Regions from separate parts of the Mus musculus genome. Here all the other regions are linked to region 6. The links are chromatin contacts, called in public HiCAR-type and promoter capture Hi-C maps. All regions are on one chromosome and are shown on one strand. The core of a region is the stretch at or near the end of the contact, and the rest is flanking DNA. Distances in the headings are between cores, read along the strand shown.

Region 1 (2,700 bases), core at 87-2,586, 1.4 Mb after region 6:
TGATTATAGAAGAAGGGCATGTGTTCATTAAGATGTGCCTTTTGTTTTGCAGTGTATGGTGTTTAGCTAATCATTGTTTAGCTAATGATTTGCCTATTATTTGGGAAGACAAAATTAATATGCCATATATGTACAGTTTATTTATATTGTATATATTTAAAGATAATGCTAATAACCTCTATAAATGTAAGTGACTTGAGGCCTATAATACAATCTGCTATTTGACTAATTTGTAAGTCTGGAACAAAAGTGTCTTATGGCATAAGAACCAACTGCCATTGTCAAACCTATTAACTGTCTTTAATCTCGTGTTAACTGAAATTTTTGAAAAGTTTTTCCAGATTAGTAATATTTAAACAGAAAATACTTTAAAAAGCTTTATTAAATTTTTTAATCAGGATAAAGCTTTGCCATTTGGATACTATCATTCAAAGTGATCAAGGTATGTATGTTATGCTGATAGTGCAGTAGCAGCCATTGTAAAGTAGCCAAAAGCCACGTTGTTTATCTACTGGTCTGTGGCCTTTTACTGTGCTTTGTATCAGAGTTCTTAACAAGATTAATAAATCACCTCAGTCTTAATTTGTAAAAGATTTGCAATATTGTTTTTCATCACAAAGAGCAAGGAGAAGCTGGGAATAGTGGTGAGCACCTGTAATCGCAGAACTTGGGAGGTTAGACGGAAGCATCTGGACTTAAAGGCGACTCGACTACGTGAAGAGTATGAAGAGTTTGAACCTACTTGGGATACAGGAGGCCATCCTGAAAACAAAAAAACAAAAAACAACAAAGCTGAAAAAAATCTAGAAGAACGAATAGCTATCATCTGTTTATTACGTGTGTGTGTGTGTGTGTGTGTGTGTGTGTGTGTGTGTGTGTTCATACTAGAGATCCAATGTGACAGGCCAACCTGCAGGTCTCTCCTTCTACTATGTGAGTCCTTGGTCTTGCTGGCCATCTTTTGGCCCCGTGGGATGTAAAAGGACTAACTTTTCTTTACCATTAAAAGCAAGTAGCACGTTCCCAGCCACCACGTTTATGCATTCATATGAAAAGGAAGCACAGTAGGAAAACTTCTTGAATATAACCATTTTTAGATAGGACCTGGGTAGCTGCCTAGATCTATCGCCAGCGGCTCTGTGTGAGCCGTTCTCCAGCTATGTATAAGCACTGTCGGTCGCTTTGCTTCTTAAAGTGCCTATCATTGTAGCAGCAGCTGGGCCACTCCTGGGTAGGTTCTGCTGCTTCCTGCGGACTTTGAGAGTCACGCATGCGCCTTGGGCAGCCGCCCTGCCGCTGGGAGGTACGGGTGCTGCGTGGGCGTGACGTTACCGCGTGCCGCAGCCTGCGGCGGGCCGGGGCAGGGATGGCGGCCGCCGTGGAGCCGGAGGTGGAGGACCCGCTGTGGAGCTTTGTGCGGGTTCTGGAGAAGCGGGATGGGACAGTGCTTCGGCTGCAGCAGTACGGCTCCGGGGGCGTGGGTTGCGTTGTGTGGGACGCCGCCATCGTCCTTTCCAAATACCTGGAGACGCCGGGGTTTTCTGGCGACGGGGCCCACGCGCTGAGTCGGCGCTCGGTGCTGGAGCTGGGCTCCGGCACGGGGGCCGTGGGGCTCATGGCTGCGACCCTCGGGTAAGAGCTGGCGGGAAGGCGCTGGTCGCCCAGCATCAGGTCACCGGCGTGCAGCCTTGCGCCTGTACCTCAACGAGGTTGTTTTTTTAGGGCAGATGTTATAGTCACTGATCTTGAAGAGCTGCAGGACTTGCTGAAAATGAATATTGATATGAACAAGCATCTTGTGACTGGTTCTGTTCAAGCCAAGGTACTGAAATGGTTTGTATGGCCTTTCAGCTTGTTTTTAAGATAATCGATCGCTTACATGGGCTTTAAATTGCATTTTACACAACGCTTGCTTAATATGAGGGGAGCCTTCTGCTTCTCGTTTCTAAAATGAACACTTTAAATCGTCAGAGCATCAGTTAAAGACATACGTTTGACATTTTTAAGGGGTGAAGACATAGAAGACTTGATGTCACCAGACTACATATTGATGGCAGACTGTATATACTATGAGGAGGTGAGTAGTGGTCGAACTGGTGTGTCCGAAAGCCCACAGCTCTCCGTGGTTTAACACCTCCAGGTGTGGGATATTTGTTCTATAGATGATGAGGCAGTAAAGAGAAGTTAAACTATCAAAGGCAACACATTCGCACAATTCAGGATAGGCATACAGGCCTGCCTGTGCGAGGTGGTTGAGAAAACTTGCGTGCATTCTACTGGAGACTTTTTGGAAAAATTTAAAAGGATTTTCCGATTTGCATATATTCTAGAAAACTAAGATACCTTCTGTTTGTTTGTCTGTTTGTTCATTTGTTTTTCTTTTCCCATTGACTGCTAACTGTGACTTTGGAAATTAATTAAAATGCAGGTTGGCTCACTCCTAGAATCCTAGCACTCACAATTGCCATGAATGCTAGGCCAGCACAGAGTGAGACGCTCCAAAATTAGTTATTCTCAGTGACAACATTTTATTAGACTTGTGGAATGATTTTCTTCCCATATCAGTTTATGCAGTATTGGACAGTATTTAGTTTTAAGTTGATGCCTTGAGCCAACTGATGATCAAAAGGGTCAGCAGTTAAGAGCACACACAGTTCTTCCAGAGGATCCAAGTTCAGTTCCCAGTACCCACATCAGGCA
Region 2 (2,700 bases), core at 23-2,522, 1.6 Mb after region 6:
GACTTCCCAAGGGGGGTGGGGGGGCGTCATTTTAACACTAAAATAGTTTTAGGTCAAATGGCTCAAATGAGTGTGCACCACATGAAATCCAAGAACTAGAGTGAGTGTATCATGGAATTCTAAAACCAGTACAGAAGAACCAGTGAGCAGCGGTTTAAGGAGGTAACTGAGCAGTATTCCCCAGCTCGCGGTATAAAACAATGCAAATGACTAAAAAGATACTTGGTCACAAAGTCCAAAGGCCTGCACTCCAATTACATACGCTGCTGGGGATTCACTGGCTATTTTTTCCTTTAAAATCCGCAGTAAGGCCTACTGAGGAGCAATCCTTTCTCAGCTGAGACCAGTTAAGAAAAATGGCCCTGCGTTCAAACAATAGATAGGTGGGGGCATCTGCACAGGTGTTGATGACACCGTTACACCTTCGGGGAGGTTGAGCAAGCGATTCCTGTGGCCTTGGTTCACACAGTGACAATATTGTTGAATATAGTGTCTGTCGGCTAAATGGCCCCAGCTCCGGGCGACCGGGCCCAAAGGTATATGAGTGATTCTCACACACCCTCGCCCCCACCCTTTTCCGTACCTCGGGCCACAGTCACCCGCTACGCGACCCACAATAACAGAACCTCGCTCCGCTCACTCCAAAGACAATGCGTAGGGGGTGCGTGGGATAGGCTGACTCATAAGTTCAAGAGAGCGGTGACAATAGCCCAGGATCCCCGAATCCACCAGGGCAGGGCGGGAAGATGCTCTCCTGAATGAGCAAGAGCCGCGGCGGCGATCGTGCCCACTCCGCCCTACTGACCTTGTAGCCGCCCCAGACGAACATGTGGCGCCCATCGCTGACAGCGACGTGGCCGCTGCGTTCAGCCGGGCAGGCCAGCTCCATGGCCTCGTAGTTCTCGAAGGCCGGGCCCGGCAGATCCTCCGCTCGAGCATCCTCGTTGCCATCAGCCATCTTGAGGCTGCACCGCTGGCCACCGAGACCGCTCCGGCCCCGCAGACGGGAGACAAAGGAAAGCGGAGCGGTGGACCGCGGCGCGCAGCCAGCGCTGACGACCCGCCTGTCCTGCGCTACGCCTCCGCCTCCGGGACGAGCGCTGGGGCGCGCGCCGACAGCGGCTGCGGGTCTCGCGGGGACCGCGCCGCGGCCGGGTCCTGGCTCAGAGCGGGAGAGCGGCCGACGGGGCTCGCACTCGCAGCCCGCCCCGCCTCCGGCCGCCGGGGCCTTGTTTATGCCGCCGCCGGAAGTCGTCCGCAGCGGACACTGTCCCCACGCTCCGGAAGCGCTCTCGCCCCCTGCGCTGCTGAGCCTCCCGTCGTCCGGTCCCACCGCAGTGCTGTCCTACTGCTGTGTAGTCCTCCCAGTCGGGCCCTTGGGCATCTGAGTCCTCCCAACATCCGTCCTCCCGCCTCAGGGTGCTCTGGCCTGGATAGTTCCTAAACCATAACAACCCACCCTTGGGGAAAGAATGCGAATCCCAGACTCACAATCTGGGCTTCTAAGAGGCCAAATGAAAATTACGAATTATTTAAACCCAATTCCTCGCCCATAAAATAAGGCTGGTCTGGAAAACACTTCAGGCTCCTCATTTAAATGGTGGCTCTCCGTGCTGCTCATCTTGTCTTTTTTTTTTTTCTTTCTCCCTCTCTTCGTTTTGGGACTGCTAAATATATACTGAGCAAAATACACACTTAACAAAAACGACCAAAAAAAGCTTTTCTCTTTGAAACTCTCACCAGTTGCTGGAGATGTACTTGCTGAAACACAAGAGTTAAGGGTCTGGGGTTTGAGATTAAAGCGCTGGGATAAAAGGTGTGCTCCACCAGGCAGATTCTGTTTCTTGACCAGATTCATCCAGGTCTCCCTGGGGCAATTTTGCCATGCAAGAGATGTCCAGTGCCCTTGGTGCTGTGCTGAGGGGGGCCTTCCTCACTGCCATTGCAAGAGACAGTCAGAGAGAGAAATGGCCTTCCTGCTGCTGCCCAGGGTGTATACTGTCAAAAAGAGATTGGCAGCGTTTCCACCAGCCACTTCGTGCTGGATGACACTGGAGAAGAAAATCTAGCATCAGTTTCATGTTTGGCGGGTAGAAGACATCTCTCACTGTTGGCCACAACCTCTCACACTGCAAATCTGCTGTAATGTGAATGACCAATTTGCACTAAGCTGAGGTTTGTGGTGAGCAACTGATCGTCCAACAGTGGAAATCACCTTGCCCTAGGGGTCAGGAGCATGCAAGTGGATATTCCTCCACAGATCAGCCTTATTCCAGATGAGCTGCACTTGGACACATTTTACTGCCTCGTGATTATTGTTTGCAAGAAAAATTTGATGGTGTTGTGGGGATAGCCACTAGAGAGGACAGCTCAGACATGAACTTAAGGCAATAGAAAGTCTTTATTAGTTTGGGATCCCAGTGTAGCAACGAGCCTTTCTCAGAGTGAGCTTTTAAGCACAAAACCCATGTTCTGGACGGATACACTTCAGTTAACAAGAACAGTTAGCATCCCAGAGAATCTTGCCACAGAAGCCAGATGAAGGTAATCTACACCACAGAGCCACTGCTGTCCCTTGTCCTCAAGAGACTAGACTTCTGTCACTCCATGAGACTATCAATAGTTACAAATAGTCCTGGGCCATTGTAGAAGGATTTTTATCCAGCAACATGGCTACTCTGATTGGAATACAGACACACC
Region 3 (2,700 bases), core at 158-2,657, 1.8 Mb after region 6:
AGCAAGACAGAGAGATAGATCAACAACAACAACAGAACTGGAATTGAAAAGGTGAGGGAATCGCGGTGTGTGTGTTTGTTTATGTGTATATGTGTGTGTGTATTTGTATATGTGTATATGTGTGTGTGTGTTTGTGTAAAACACTAGATTTGAAGACTGACAACAGACATTAAATTATATCTGGTCTTTAAATCTGTGACTCTTTCATTATGAAATAATTGGGTAAGGATTGTCTACCAAAATTTTGAAGTAGCATACTTTAAAGTTTTTTTTAAAGTTTCTATTAAAAGTCTTCTACAAAAGGCTTTTTTTCTTAATTTTACTCTGCTACATTCTAGATTTAGTTAAAGCTTTTATTTCAGGGGGCAGGGCTTTGTGCAATTTTAGGTTTTATTTTTATTTTATATATTTTTTATTTTTTATAAATTTGTCTTTTGAAGTTTGTCGTTACTTGTTTTGCTATTAAATTATCTGATGAAAACAACTTTTATTTTATATTACTTTTCTTCATATTCATCCACTTAGCCTGCGTTTGGTGGCACAAGCAAGCCCATTATTAGAGGCTGAGACATTAGGATAGGGAGTGTGAGTCTATTATGGGCAAAATGAGAGTCTTGGGCCAGTCTTGTCTACACAAAAACAAATGAAAAGTAAATGTAGGCGATTATATTTAGGTATCAAGGGTGGTATACTCACATATACGTAAGACCCTATTTTCCATCCATGGAATGATGTGGATTTCTTTTTGGAGTATATGAGGTCAAAAGATTTAATAAGAGGCCCCTATCGTTGACTCTTACTCATTACACTTGATTTAAGTTGTCATATAATTTCACGCCAGTAGGTGTCAGTAGTGAGTAAAGGAAAAAAAAAATCACGTTTGTAAGCGAACGTTTGTGTTAAGACAATGTAAAAAATTAAGGTTGAAATGTATTATATGAGAAAAGGGTGAATTAAAAAGAAAGTGAGAATAATGTTAATATTATTAAGTGTCCAAAAAGAGACGGGGTCTCGCTATGTTGCCCAGGCTGGAGTGCAGTGGCTATTCACAGGCGCGATCCCACTACTGATCAGCACGGGAGTTTTGACCTGCTCCGTTTCCGACCTGGGCCGGTTCACCCCTCCTTAGGCAACCTGGTGGTCCCCCGCTCCCGGGAGGTCACCATATTGATGCCGAACTTAGTGCGGACACCCGATCGGCATAGCGCACTACAGCCCAGAACTCCTGGACTCAAGCGATCCTCCTGTCTCAGCCTCCCGAGTAGCTGGGACTACAGGCGTGCGCCACCGCGCCCGGCGAGCGCTGAGAGCGACGGGGAGATACTAGAGCTGCGGCGGGCCGTGACGTCACTCACTGTGCCCGCCCAGCCAGCCTTAGAAATGTCACTCAGAGCACGCGGACCAATGTTGTCGCACGGCGTACGCGTCACGTCTTAGCGTTGTATTCTGGGTAGCGTGTAGCTCCAAAAAACTTTGAAGAGCGCCTGCGCGAGCCGACTCGTTCCTTTCTCCTCGTTGGGCGTCTGAAGGCAAGATGGGTCACCAGCAGCTCTACTGGAGTCACCCACGGAAGTTCGGCCAGGGTTCCCGCTCTTGGTGAGGAGCGGGTTGTGGAGACCGCGGTTAGAGGGAAGGGCCATTGTTGGTGACTGGGTGTCGGAAATTCAAGGCCCGCGGGCGGCGCGCAGGGCGTTCGGTGCTGCCGTCGCCATTACGGGCTTAGCTAGGCCGGGCCGGGCGGGCCCTGCTGCGGGTGGTGGGGAAGCTGAGGAGTGCTGTACCTTACTGTGGCGGCTCCATTAAGGCCATCTCCTTGTCCTTCCTCCTCCCAGCCGCGTCTGCTCCAACCGCCACGGTCTGATCCGCAAATACGGGCTGAACATGTGCCGCCAGTGCTTCCGGCAGTACGCGAAGGACATAGGCTTCATTAAGGTACGCGCGGTTGGTCGCTGCCGTCCACGATGCACACAGCGGAGGGTTTTAAGAGTTCCAGAAGGGAAGGGTGAAGGGTTTAATGCCTGGTCAGATTTAGGTGTCAGGTGGGTAGGAGGTGGTGCAGTTTCTACATAGTAACTGAATATTCCTAACCCAATACGTGTCTTAAATTTCTGGCCCAGGATGTTTGATCATACTGGGAAGAGCTCTAGACTTCACACACCGAAACCTAAGTGAATCTAGTGAACACACTGCTATGTTTTAGCCAGGGTTTTGGCTTTTTATTTGTTCTAAGGTTGATGTCTCAAAAGTCTCCTTTTTTGGTCAAAACCACTGTATATATATTTCATCTGCTTTTTATTTGTACCAATTTTTTTAAAAAGTATTTTAACCGGGTTTCTCCGTAGCCCTGGCTGTCCTGGAACACAGATTCTCTGCTGGGATTAAAGGTGTGCATCACACCCAGCTGCGGGACCAGTTTTAAATAAACTTGTGTTTAATGGGCCTGCATGGTATTTGACACTGCTGAGGTGCAGCAGAGAGTTTTAAGCTCAGACTTACATTATTGATGAAATAGTTACTGTAAGCCTAGCCTTACAGTTTAGAGACTTGAATGACTCAAGTGTGTCAGGATCGGTCCCTCCTCCGTCTGGTCTAGGTTTTTTCGGGTTAAGATGAACTGCAGAAACGGGCTATTTAGTAACTCCGGAGTACATGACATGGTTAATGTAATTTTGTGTGGTCTTGTATCGGGGAATAACTAGG
Region 4 (2,700 bases), core at 103-2,602, 1.6 Mb after region 6:
GGACACTTAGAAGACTACAGAGGCTCAGTATGCACTTGTTAGATGAGTAAACAGAATGTTTTAGAATAAAGAGTGTTACCTTAGTCTCTCACCATAGTACGTGAAAGCTTATACAATTTGAAGAGTTTGATTTCCTATCAAACCTAGGCTCTTCAAGGATGAAATGTTAGCATTCATGTGAATTAGAGTAAATGGCACACCATGTTTGCAACTCTGCTATACTTAGCCTTTGGATTTAGAAATGATTGTGTGTGTGTGTGTGTGTTTTTTTAATTAGCCAGTTCAAATACATTAACTGTAGCAAATAATTAGACTTGAGAATAGAAATTCAGGCACATTGATATTCTAAGTATTTTGACTGAATGTGACTGAATGTCAGGCTTAGGAACATTCCTAAGGATTCTTCAAAAGAATCCTTCCAACATTAGTTGACTTAAAAGAAGTGTTGGAGTGATTCTCAAGATAAGTAGCAAAGTGTCTCCGTCACACCACTGTAAAGAAACAGCATGGGTATTCCCAATACGTTCTGTTAGATAGTGGGGAAATCCAATCAGAATCGAAATAAATAACGATGCTGTAATGGAATTCTGCTACATTCTATATACATGGTTGTTAGATGCAAGTCAAATATATACAAACAGAAGAAAATCGGCCTACCAAATGCGACACTTGTTTAGTAATTTTTAGCCTTTGGATGTATTCTGAATTAACCTGACACAAGAAATTCGTTTTGATTTTTTGTTTGTTTGTTTTTGAGATGGTTTCTCATCTCAAGTGTACACAGAACTCTTTATTTTCTCCAGGCTGGCCTTGAACTTTTGATCTTACTACCTCCAGCTGTCAGGTGCTAGCTAGGTTTACAGGTAAGCTCCACAATGATCAGATTCTGAGGTGTGGGGGAGCTAATCCATGAAGCCGGGGAAGATTCCATACAGGTGGGCAAGCACTATGCCAGCTAGCAGCCTAATTTTTTGTTTTGAGAAAACATTAATCCCATTAAAGGTTCCTCCTTCAATCAAGGTGCTGCCATTAAGAAAACCTGTAATATAGCAAAGTGTAATCCTAGTTACGTCATGGCTCAACTATTAAATGTAATAGAAGCAAGGTCAGACTGCAACGAACACGTCCCTAAAATGAACATAAAAGCTATCCTAATAAATATTCTGTATGCAGTATCAGGTGACCCCACTATGGTGAATCGCAGAAAAGTCTGTTCACGATGGGGAAGCGAGGGCTTGGTATGGAAGACACAGCTCCGGGACCACTGCTTCCAAAGCCCACGGAGCTCACTCTCCGAAACCGGTTTTCTTTTCACTCTGCAGGGGCCCTATCCACCCCTCCCGGGCCCGCCCTTCCGTTACGAGCCCCGCCCTTCCTCCGGTTGTCCGCTCCGCCCTCCCTCATGGAGAGCGCGGGACTTTCTCTTCGTGGCGAGTCCTCCCGTCCCGCAAGTTTCTTCCTTGAACCCCTTGAGTTGGTGTTGGGAACAGTTCCCCCGAACTTCTTTGAGGCAACCTCATTTATAAACTCTGCGCCCCCTCCAGCCGCCTAGCGGCCCTCTTCCAGCATCCTCTCCGCTTCCAGCTTCCTCTGGTCCTCTGTTGCTTCCCCGGGTGGCTGCTTGTGTCTCAAGACCAAGACCCTGAAGAGTTTTTCTGTCTGACCACTTGCTCTTCCTGGTTTAATGTCTTAATAGACAAATTAAGAAACTTAATGAGTTCTAAGGTGTACTTTGTAGACAGGTTTACGTTCCATTTGCAACGAGGGTGTTAATCTACAACAATGTTCAGGGCCCAGATTCTACATAATACAGGTTACATTTCAAGAGATAACCTGGGAGTTCAAGGCCTGCTTAATCTTCATGGGAAGTGCCTGAGGCATAGTGACACCCCATCTCACACACTCAAAAGGAAAACCCCACACAGCCAGATACTTGTTTGTTTTGCAATAAGAAGCAAACAGATATCTCTGATGGCATCGTCCTGTCTTAGCTATTGAGGAGTCTGAGGCAGGAATGCTCTAATTTGGGATTCTAGACCAACTTGGGCAACACTTCAAAAACTTTCTTAAACTCAAAAAAACTACTTGGTTTATACAAAATCCACTAAACAGCTCTAACTATTGTGTTGATCACTAATTCTTAATACAAGCTAAATGTCGATGGTAGAGTGACCAATAGTGATTCAACTTACACAACCATATGATGAATAAAATATTTACTGATACTAAAGGATAGTGACAAATGAGAAAGGCAGAAAATAAGTTTCGTTCACAAGAATAAAAAAGTTGGTATGGATATAGAGACTGTATATAAATAGAAATTGTAGGAAAAACTAGAAAATCACGTACTTACTTTTTTTTTTTTTTTTTTTTTTTTTGAGACAGACAGGGTTTCTCTGTATAGCCCTGGCTGTCCTGGAACTCACTTTGTAGACCAGGCTGGCCTCGAACTCAGAAATCTGCCTGCCTCTGCCTCCTGAGTGCTGGGATTAAAGGCGTGCGCCACCATGCCTAGCCGCTTCTTACATTTTAAGGGACACGACATCAAGTGCCCTGTAGATGCCGGAGTTCCTTTGGGTCTTCACTTTTCTGAGTTCTAGTTGTCTGGGTGTTTTTCTCCTGTGAATGTCCCTCTAATCAGTGCGGTAGTTCGAAACCTGTGGGTTGCATATTAGATGTTCTGCCAATCAGATATTCACA
Region 5 (2,700 bases), core at 200-2,699, 1.8 Mb after region 6:
TCCCTAGAGAGAGGACGTCACACCCAGGACACTCCTGCTGCTTCAGTTTCCACATCTTTTTGAAGACATGGTAAAAGTCTGGGGCTAAGTAGTGGTCCTCTTCCAGGAAGAGTATAAGGCCAGTGTAATCTTGAAGAACTTTGACTCTTTCCCATACAAAATGCAGCTTCCACCACCAATGGTGTTTGGTTTGTGAGAACTTGGCCTCTCTGTAATGGCCGAAGGAGTCAGGGTATTCGGCATTGATGCACCCCAACTTCAGAGCTGCATTCTTCTTTAGGTCTCTGGGGCAATCTCTAGGGTCACTACCCGGAAACTCATTCGGGTACAGCTGAATGCTGAACGGAAAGAACACTTGCAGAACCGGGCAGAAATCCACCCTGGAGATCAGACTGTTGATCTCTGCGGACCAGAAGTCATGGCTAAAGATGACTAGGACTTCCTGAATACCCTGGGCTTTGCGAAGCGAGTCTATCAGCAACCTGAGGTATTCCGGCCTGTTATGCACCTGGACCACCAGCACCAGCTCCCCGGGGCTCCAGGTGCCGTCATTACCGACGTTCCTCAGCATCTGATCGAAGTTCAACTGGTACACCAGGGACCGGTACCGCAGCGTTAGGTTGTCCACCTCCGGCCGCGGGACCGCGGGAACCAGAGGAGCGGCCGATTCGTTTGAGACCCTGCGGATGCCTACGGACACAGCAAGGTGGCCCGCACCCCGTACGGGCTCCGCGTCCAGCAGCGGCGGGCCAAGGGCGTCGCTCTTCCTTTGTCGCCCATTGCTACTCCAGAGGACGAAGCCGCAGGCGGCCACCACGAGCGTCAGGATTAGCACCTTCCGTTTGTAGATGCGGAACCTCATGGTCTCCAGGGCCCGGAGCGCGGGCGCGGAAAAGAAGCTGGCGGCCTCTGCACGGAAGGGGCGGGCGGGCGGCGCCGTCGCCTTGGCCTGCAGCCCTAGGAACTGGCCCCCGCGGCGGCCCTCGCTAACTCATCCCGGGCTCCGGCGTCCTGGGGCCCGAAGGCTCTCAACTGCCTCGCGCCGCCCGGGCTCCGCGCATCCTCTCTGGCAGTTGCAGCTCCGGCAGCCGCCCCGCCGCTACGAGCCGCGGCTCAACGTCGCCTCGGTCCTCTCCATTCAGCACCCGGGGGTCCCGGAAGAAGCCCCGCCGCGGTCGCCGACACCGTGATTCCTTTACCTGCGCTGCCCGTGGCTCTGCGTCCTCTGCGCGCTCATCCTTGCTCGCACGGCGGAACGGCGACACCGAACGCCGCAGCCTCGCCCCGCTCCGGCAGCGACCGCTCTGACAAGCCGCGACTGGCCTGCGAGCGCCCGGGCCCTCCGGCCCACACCCTCCGCCCCGCCCCGCCCCGCCGGGCGCTGATTGGCGCTTCTCAGAAGCCTCCGGAGGAGGCCGCTGCTTATTGGTTCGCATTCCCGTCGCTCAGGTTCAGTTCCGACTTCCGCTCTGTTCGTCCCTTTCCTGTTCGGCGCGTGCGGTTGAGTCGGGGATCGCGGCGGCCGGTCTCTCGGTAAGTCTGGAGCAGAGCGGTAGCTGCTTCCTTGGGGACCGCGGTCGCCTGGAAGCCGGAGCCGACCTAGCTCTTTGAGGCGTCGGAAAGGGGCAGGTGCTGCCCGCCGCGGCTTGAGGTCAGCCCGCGGCTCTCTCGGAAGAGACCGCTCCAGCATGGCGGCTCCCGGGCGGCGAGGCGTGCTGGCTGCTAACGACACGTCAGCCTTCGGGCCCGCTGGAGAGTGACGGTGCTTTAGAGGGGGTGAAGCCAAAACAGACTGACGTGGCTGGGGGGAAGGAACGAGCCCGGTTGTTGCAGAAACGACTATATTTCGTTGTAAGCCATTCGTAGCTAGAAAACGGAGGGAATTGCTGTGGGGTAGTCCGAGCAAAACTTCTCTACCCGGACGCCACTGCGTTGTCCTTGCAGTGAGACCTAAGAAATTGGACGCTGGTTTGGGGAGAACTGTAATGGCCACTCCAAGTGTCAGTTCCTTTGGACGCTAAGGCAGACCTCAACTAGCAATCCTCTGCCTCAGCCTCCCAGGACACACTCCATCAGGTCTGAGTTTTTAACTGTTAATGCCTCGTTTTAGTTTAAAAAAACAAAAAACAGTTTTTCTATAGGCTTGAAGTGGTAAGGATTGAACCCCGGTGTTTAAGCCAGTGCTCATCCACTCAGCTGCGTGTTGGCCTTTTATTCACGTGGGAAATGAGTACTTGGTGGGTTCACAAATTTTCGAACATTACTGTTTTTTTTTTATATGTTCCTACAAATTATACCTGTTTAAAACTTTCGAGTTTGAAGATCTTTAATGTCTGAAACTTTCTTACAGTTCTCATCGCAGACACTTCTACTGCAAACATGGTCAACGTACCAAAAACCCGAAGGACTTTCTGTAAGAAATGTGGCAAGCATCAGCCTCACAAAGTGACCCAGTATAAGAAGGGCAAGGATTCCCTGTATGCCCAAGGAAAGCGGCGCTACGATCGCAAGCAGAGTGGCTACGGTGGGCAGACAAAGCCAATCTTTCGAAAGAAGGCCAAAACCACAAAGAAGATTGTGCTCAGGCTTGAGTGTGTTGAGCCCAACTGCAGATCCAAGAGGATGCTGGCCATTAAGAGATGCAAGCATTTTGAACTGGGAGGCGACAAGAAGAGGAAGGGCCAAGTGATCCAGTTCTAA
Region 6 (2,700 bases), core at 185-2,684:
ACTTATATTCAGTGCTCCTCAAAGTCCTCAAGGACTTTGTAATGATGTAGCTTAAGTTCTGCCTTTGAAAACTTTTATGTCCTTCTGTCTTCAATCACATCCCTATATAATAATTTATATTTTCAATGTATAGCCACAATAATTATTTTCAGGTAGTAATCTCTACTTATTATATTAATGTTTTTTAAAAAAGTAAGATGAATATGGGAGAGTCAGAGAAGGAGAGGATAATCAAGAACTATGTTTAATCCAATTCTGTAGCTTCTAAGGACCAATTTTTAAGTCTGTTCTTATGACCATTTATTTAATAGTTGCTTAACATCTATTACAGGTTAGGAAGTGTTTAAAATATGCAAAAATAATCCACACATCTGTTTCATATATAACTTCACCTCAAACACATAATATGTATATATGATGGAACTCTCAGCTTTCTGGAGCCTAATATGTATTTCATACACAACATCACTTTATATATACATATATGTCATGTAATTCTGTGTTGTTCTTGAGTCCAATACAAGGACTCTTAAATGGATGGTCCAAAGAACTTAAAACCGTCCAGCATCCTCTCATACTGTCCAGATGTTCCAAGGCTTGTGAATTTGTGTTTTGCTATCTCTACCTTTGACTGCCACTTCGAGGACCACTACTCCCGTGCTTACAAACTGCTTTTTTAAAGTGCAAAATGTGGGTCTAAGAGTATTATAAGGTAACCAACAATTTCCCGTCTCATTTCTATGCGGCTTCCTGTCTTCATGTGCCAGGGCTCCATAGCTGATTTCCTACACTCCTGGAGAACAATCTATTTCCAGAACCAATGGGGCTCCATCCCATAAATGTTTTATGGTGGAAAGAGTCAGCAAGCGTTACAATTCGATGGTTTCCTTCCAATCTGACCCAGCCAGAGGCAAGCACAATCTGGGTCATCGCTGTCAAAAGTTAAAGTGATGGCCCCTGATCACCTTAGACGGGGGTGGGGTGGGGGACACCGTTCCCCGAGCTTCCTGGGCTTCTCTAGGAGTCCAGATCCCACTCAGGCCACCAGATCCTACAGGTTCGCATTGCCCAAGAGAGTCCTCCCTGACAACACATTCATCACTGAGTGTGGACTGAGCTTTGCCTTAAGGCAACGATGTGAGCTAGCATTCGCGGGATCGCCGGGGGAAGGTCCCGGGTGCCCAGCGGGCCTAAAGACGGTTGCCAGTCCGGGACCACCGGCACGTCCCTCGGGCCCACAGCCGCCCATGGCCACTCACTTGGTGAAAGCTTCTCCTAGGTCGATCACGACTGCTGTCTTCTCGCCGCCGCTCCCAAGGCCCTCGTAGAGCGGCATCTTTGAGAGACCGACGTAGAGAGGGTGAAGTGGTCCGCCCGGCGGGGGGGCTGCCTCAGCGCGGGGGCGGGGCGGGGTCCTCACAAAGCCGAGGACCCGGGCTGGCCAAGGAGAGGCCTGACGTCGCGGAGGCCGAGGCGGTCAGGCGCGCCGGACACCTTAGAGGGGCGGAGCCTCCCGGGTCCTCTCGCTCAGCGGCCGGGGGCGCCTGCGCGGCGTAGTAAGGATTTTTAGCGGCTTAGGAGGGGAGGCAGGAACTTGAGATCGCTTTCTCATTCTCCAGTTCTGTGTTGGTCGTTTATCATGACATTTAGTCGCCGCAATGAACACACAAGATAGAGTCTGCTCAGAAGAGATTGGCTTTCACTCTCCCCGAAGCAGTTCTAGAAAAGGATCCTAAGATCTAAATTCAAAACTTGGATTGGGAAGGCGGAAATGCTCCTTAATTACAGCAGTATTTGTGGTGGTTTACATGCGAACGCCCCCCCCCCCCCCCCCCCCGCGCGCCTAGGCTCATCTGTTTGAATGCTTAGTCACCGAGGACTGGAACAGTTTTGGAAGGATATGGAGATTTGACCTTGGAGGAGGTGTGTCACTGGGAGTGGACTTTGGGGTTTAAAAAGCCCACACTAGGCGCAGCTCTCTCCTCCCTGCCTCCTCTGCCCCCAACCCCCACCCCGGACCCTTGTTGCCTGGCAATTAAGATGTAAAGCTCTCAGCTACTGCTTCATTGCCATGCCTGCCCGCCACCCCACCCCCCCATCATTAACTAAAACTGTAAGCAGGTCCCCGATTGACGATTCCTTTTATAAGAGTTGTCTTAGTCATGTTGTCTCTTCCCAGAAATAGAATAGTTACTAAGACAGCAGTTCTTGCCTGTTGCTGGGGAGATTGATTGGATTTCTAGAAGAGGAGAAACCAGGTGTCATGGTGGCAAGATGCAAAGATATGATCAAAGCATATACATGAAATCGAGAACAAATAAATAAAAATTTAATAAGGAGAATATCGTGGTTATTTTAGCAGAAAGAAAAAAAGAATGAACACAAAACAAATATATTCCTTAATAATCTCAGATGTTTGAATGGAACCTCTTGTGGAGTATTTTTTAAAAAGAAAGATTTAAGAGTACATTAAAAAAACAAACAAACAAAAAAAACCCTGATTTATTTCTCTTGCTGGCTGGAAGCAAAGAATGTTGACCCAACTGAAAAAACTGTCCAGACAGTCTGCAAAAGAGACATTTTCTCACAGTCATCTAACAAAAATCCCAGCACTGGGCAAGGAGATGCTGTTTGAGCAGTTTGTCAGAGATGTCCAAGAAACTCCCCAAACAAGCTTTGCTGTTGCTCTTAGTTGCATTG
Region 7 (2,700 bases), core at 104-2,603, 1.7 Mb after region 6:
ACCTATAGTCCAACAAGGCCACACCTCCTAATAGTGCCCCTTCCTGGGCTAAGCATATTCAAGCCACCACAGCTGCTCCAGCACAACTGCACCACCTGAATCTCTCCAAACAGCGCCACCAACTGGGAACCAAGTGTTTACACACCAGAGCCTACGGGAGACATTTTTATTCAAACCACCACAGCTGGGATCTCTCTTTGTTGTCTAGTTTAACTTTTCAAAAGTTTTGAAATGCAAAATCAAGCAAATATACACATGCATTCTTTTTACTGTTTTCCTTTTCAGAAAGATCTTAAATATACGCCCCAGAGATAATTGCTTATACCGTTGTAGAAATCATTCAAGTTTTTGGCTTATTTGCCTCTCCCACTCCCACTAAGCCTCAGGTATCTTAGGCTTGCTTTGAACTTGCTGTGACATCAAAGATGGCCTTTGCCTCCTGAATCCTTGCACCTCCCCGTTCTGAGGCCTGGGATTATAGATCTGTGGTCTTATGCCCAGAGCTTTCTTGTGTCCTGTAAAGTTGCATGCTTATTTATAAACAGCCAATTGATTATTCATCTCAACAGCACAAGTATATGTGTGTGTGTGCGTTTGTGTGTGTGTGTGTGTGATGGATGGATGGATGGATTTTTATATAAGGTCTCACTGTGATTCACTGACTGGTCTGGAACTCATTCTCTAGAACAAGTTGCCCAGGTGTTTACAGAGATCCCCCTGCCTCTGCCTTCTGAGTTCTTGGATTAAAGGCATGTGCCATCACACTCAGCAAGAGGGAACATTTTAAGATGTGCTCTACTGAGTCTACTTGTAGGACTGAGAATAACGATTCAAGAGCAGCTCCACCGCACTGGCAATTCACCTCATACCAACCATTTATAATCTTGGGTTTGTTACTCCACCAGTAAAAAAAAAAAAAAAGAAGGTATGTCATGAAAAAAGTGGGACTGCTAAATGATGACAGCGGATCGTGGAGAGGCCCTCAACTAAAACTGGTCGGATGGGAGTGATCGAAAACGGTGAAAACACAGTATTTCCTGAGCATGTGTAGAACCGGGAAACAACGGCTCTACAACTCTCATAGCCCTGGAAGGGAAGACTCTGGGTGCAGGAAGCTTGGGTAGAGTCAGAGTAGAAGAGGGTAGCTGAGTGTCCGGGAAGCTGAGTGTTCAGAAAATGCTTTTGGGATAAAGGAAGCTTGTTCCCACTCTGACCACTCCTACTTCACTCCCTAGGCAGGGTCTGAGATTCCCAGAGGCCCTGCAGTTAGTAAGGCCAAAAAAATCCATTTCACCAGCCCAAGAATATAAGGGCGGGACAAGGGGTGTGTCTATTCCAGGAGGGGGCGGGGCGTCGGCGGTGGCGCCAAATCGCGAACATGGCGCCGGAGCGGCTGCGGAGCCGCACGGTCTCAGCTTTCAAGCTGCGGGGCTTGCTGCTCAGGAGGTGAGTCTCGAGGTAACCTGACCCGCCGCAATGCCCTATCTAGAACATTCTGTCATAAGAGGCGATGTCTCTCCGGTGCATTTGAGGCTGCAGAGCCTACCTGGGTTTCCGCGATCCTGGCGCCGGGTGCGAATGTTACTTCCAGGCTGGGCGGAGCTGCGCGCTGACGCCGAACTGAGCGGGGAAGTTGGGGGCGTGCTGGCTTCTGATCAACGGAGGTCCCCGCCTCTGCAGAATGGGAATCATTACAGTGTTACTTCTGGAAGTTACAGAGAGACGTGTCAGAGAAGGAGAGACATGGGTGAATCCATATGCGTGTCTGTTGGCGATTTATATTGTAGAGTATGAGTCTTCCAAACCCGTCTCTGTGTGGAATTTTCATTATTGCCTGGAGAAGTAAAATTTGGATAGATTTTAAACGTGTTTTTAGTTTGGCTTTTTTAGATTTCCTAGTTTACAATTTGCCCCCAAAGGAGGTTTTCCTGGCTGTAGTGTGTCTTTTCAGTCTTTAAAAATGAACATATCCAAGAAATCTCATATTACAATTTACATTTTATAATACACTTTCCGTTTAAGTACCTGCTGAGATCCGTATAGCTTTCTGAGTCAGAGTGTGAATGTTTTGTTTTCGTAACTGTGAACTTTATGAACCTTTTAGCTTTACGTTTTGCCCAGGAGTGTCCAAGGGTCAACCTGGGTCTACCCAGGGAGAAAGTGATGAATTTAATTTGGTTAATTCCTGACATTTGGAGAGAGGATTAATTGAGCAATAGCTTTTCCTTTCCTTTCCCTTAAAATGTACTATTATAAAGCTGTTGGAAGCTCATTAATTGATTCATTGAGATATACACTCAAGTCTTTTAGCCTCAAAGCACCGTGTGTGGAATTAAACGCCATGGGACTTTTCCTGTGGGAAGACAGTGTGTTATCTAGTGCTGTGTAGTAGATTACCCTCTGATTTAGAGACTCAATGGCACTCATGCCTGCATTCACTGTGGGCCAGCTATCCAGCACAACTTTAATCCCAGCACTCTGGAGGCAGAGGCAGGTGAATCTCTGTGAGTTCCAGGACAGCCAGGGCTATGCAGAGAAACTCTGTCTAGAAAATCAAACAAAAACTTAACTCAGAGTTTCGGCTTTGAGTCTCATACACTCCAGTCAGGACAGGGTCATCTCACATGTCCAGTGTACCCATCTCATTTAGATTTTTTTAAAAACGATTTATTTATTATTATATCTAAGTACACTGTAGTT

Evidence for each region. Promoter capture Hi-C pulls out the DNA fragments that hold promoters and counts their contacts. HiCAR-type assays count read pairs that join an accessible place to other places.
Region 1: a contact with region 6 is called in a promoter capture Hi-C map of liver, with 3 times the contacts expected there. The contact joins the promoter of Vcpkmt here to the promoter of Actr10 in region 6. A contact is called at or near these places in 4 of 39 promoter capture datasets (liver, maxillary cranial neural crest, neutrophils and 1 more) and 1 of 115 datasets of contacts at active chromatin or transcription factors (astrocytes).
Region 2: a HiCAR-type map of astrocytes shows a contact between it and region 6, with 4 times the contacts expected there. The contact joins the promoter of Klhdc2 here to the promoter of Actr10 in region 6. A contact is called at or near these places in 3 of 39 promoter capture datasets (hippocampal neurons, liver and pre-B cells), 1 of 115 datasets of contacts at active chromatin or transcription factors (astrocytes) and 1 of 9 other capture datasets (adipose tissue).
Region 3: a promoter capture Hi-C map of pre-B cells shows a contact between it and region 6, with 4 times the contacts expected there. The contact joins the promoter of Rps29 here to the promoter of Actr10 in region 6. A contact is called at or near these places in 2 of 39 promoter capture datasets (neutrophils and pre-B cells), 3 of 484 Hi-C or Micro-C datasets (B cells, CD4 T cells and regulatory T cells), 1 of 115 datasets of contacts at active chromatin or transcription factors (large pre-B cells) and 1 of 9 other capture datasets (adipose tissue).
Region 4: a contact with region 6 is called in a promoter capture Hi-C map of pre-B cells, with 6 times the contacts expected there. The contact joins the enhancer-like site here to the promoter of Actr10 in region 6. A contact is called at or near these places in 3 of 39 promoter capture datasets (cranial neural crest, hippocampal neurons and pre-B cells) and 1 of 115 datasets of contacts at active chromatin or transcription factors (astrocytes).
Region 5: a promoter capture Hi-C map of pre-B cells shows a contact between it and region 6. The contact joins the promoter of Rpl36al here to the promoter of Actr10 in region 6. A contact is called at or near these places in 3 of 39 promoter capture datasets (the C10 cell line, neutrophils and pre-B cells) and 1 of 9 other capture datasets (liver).
Region 7: a promoter capture Hi-C map of pre-B cells shows a contact between it and region 6, with 4 times the contacts expected there. The contact joins the promoter of Pole2 here to the promoter of Actr10 in region 6. A contact is called at or near these places in 1 of 39 promoter capture datasets (pre-B cells), 1 of 484 Hi-C or Micro-C datasets (B cells) and 1 of 9 other capture datasets (liver).

Annotation. Positions count from the first base shown.
Region 1 is chr12:69,581,653-69,584,352 of GRCm38.p6, reverse strand. It overlaps Vcpkmt (valosin containing protein lysine (K) methyltransferase), which reads left to right and starts at 1,336. Exons shown (of 6, transcript NM_001033236.3): 1 at 1,336-1,632; 2 at 1,723-1,833; 3 at 2,008-2,077. The coding sequence starts at 1,367. Sos2 (SOS Ras/Rho guanine nucleotide exchange factor 2) reads left to right here. Exons shown (of 23, transcript NM_001135559.1): 23 at 1-592.
Region 2 is chr12:69,295,253-69,297,952 of GRCm38.p6, reverse strand. It overlaps Klhdc2 (kelch domain containing 2), which reads right to left and starts at 1,272. Exons shown (of 13, transcript NM_027117.3): 1 at 806-1,272. The coding sequence starts at 958.
Region 3 is chr12:69,157,893-69,160,592 of GRCm38.p6, reverse strand. It overlaps Rps29 (ribosomal protein S29), which reads left to right and starts at 1,407. Exons shown (of 3, transcript NM_009093.2): 1 at 1,407-1,596; 2 at 1,833-1,932. The coding sequence starts at 1,535. It also overlaps Rn7s1.
Region 4 is chr12:69,362,948-69,365,647 of GRCm38.p6, reverse strand. No RefSeq gene overlaps it. Among named protein-coding and RNA genes, the nearest start is that of Nemf, 7.1 kb to the right of the region's middle. Within about 2 kb of position 1,352, at least 342 of the 459 cell types and tissues checked have an H3K27ac peak or open chromatin away from gene starts, as enhancers often do. A contact at or near this core is called in astrocytes, hippocampal neurons and pre-B cells, where this site is marked.
Region 5 is chr12:69,182,816-69,185,515 of GRCm38.p6, reverse strand. It overlaps Rpl36al (ribosomal protein L36A-like), which reads left to right and starts at 1,449. Exons shown (of 2, transcript NM_025589.4): 1 at 1,449-1,533; 2 at 2,351-2,700. The coding sequence starts at 2,380. The coding sequence ends at 2,700. It overlaps Mgat2 (mannoside acetylglucosaminyltransferase 2), which reads right to left and starts at 1,358. Exons shown (of 1, transcript NM_146035.2): 1 at 1-1,358. The coding sequence starts at 862.
Region 6 is chr12:70,936,591-70,939,290 of GRCm38.p6, reverse strand. Actr10 (ARP10 actin-related protein 10) reads right to left here and starts at 1,434. Exons shown (of 13, transcript NM_019785.2): 1 at 1,260-1,434. The coding sequence starts at 1,336.
Region 7 is chr12:69,226,843-69,229,542 of GRCm38.p6, reverse strand. It overlaps Pole2 (polymerase (DNA directed), epsilon 2 (p59 subunit)), which reads left to right and starts at 1,353. Exons shown (of 19, transcript NM_011133.2): 1 at 1,353-1,446. The coding sequence starts at 1,379. It also overlaps a transcript of Klhdc1 not described here.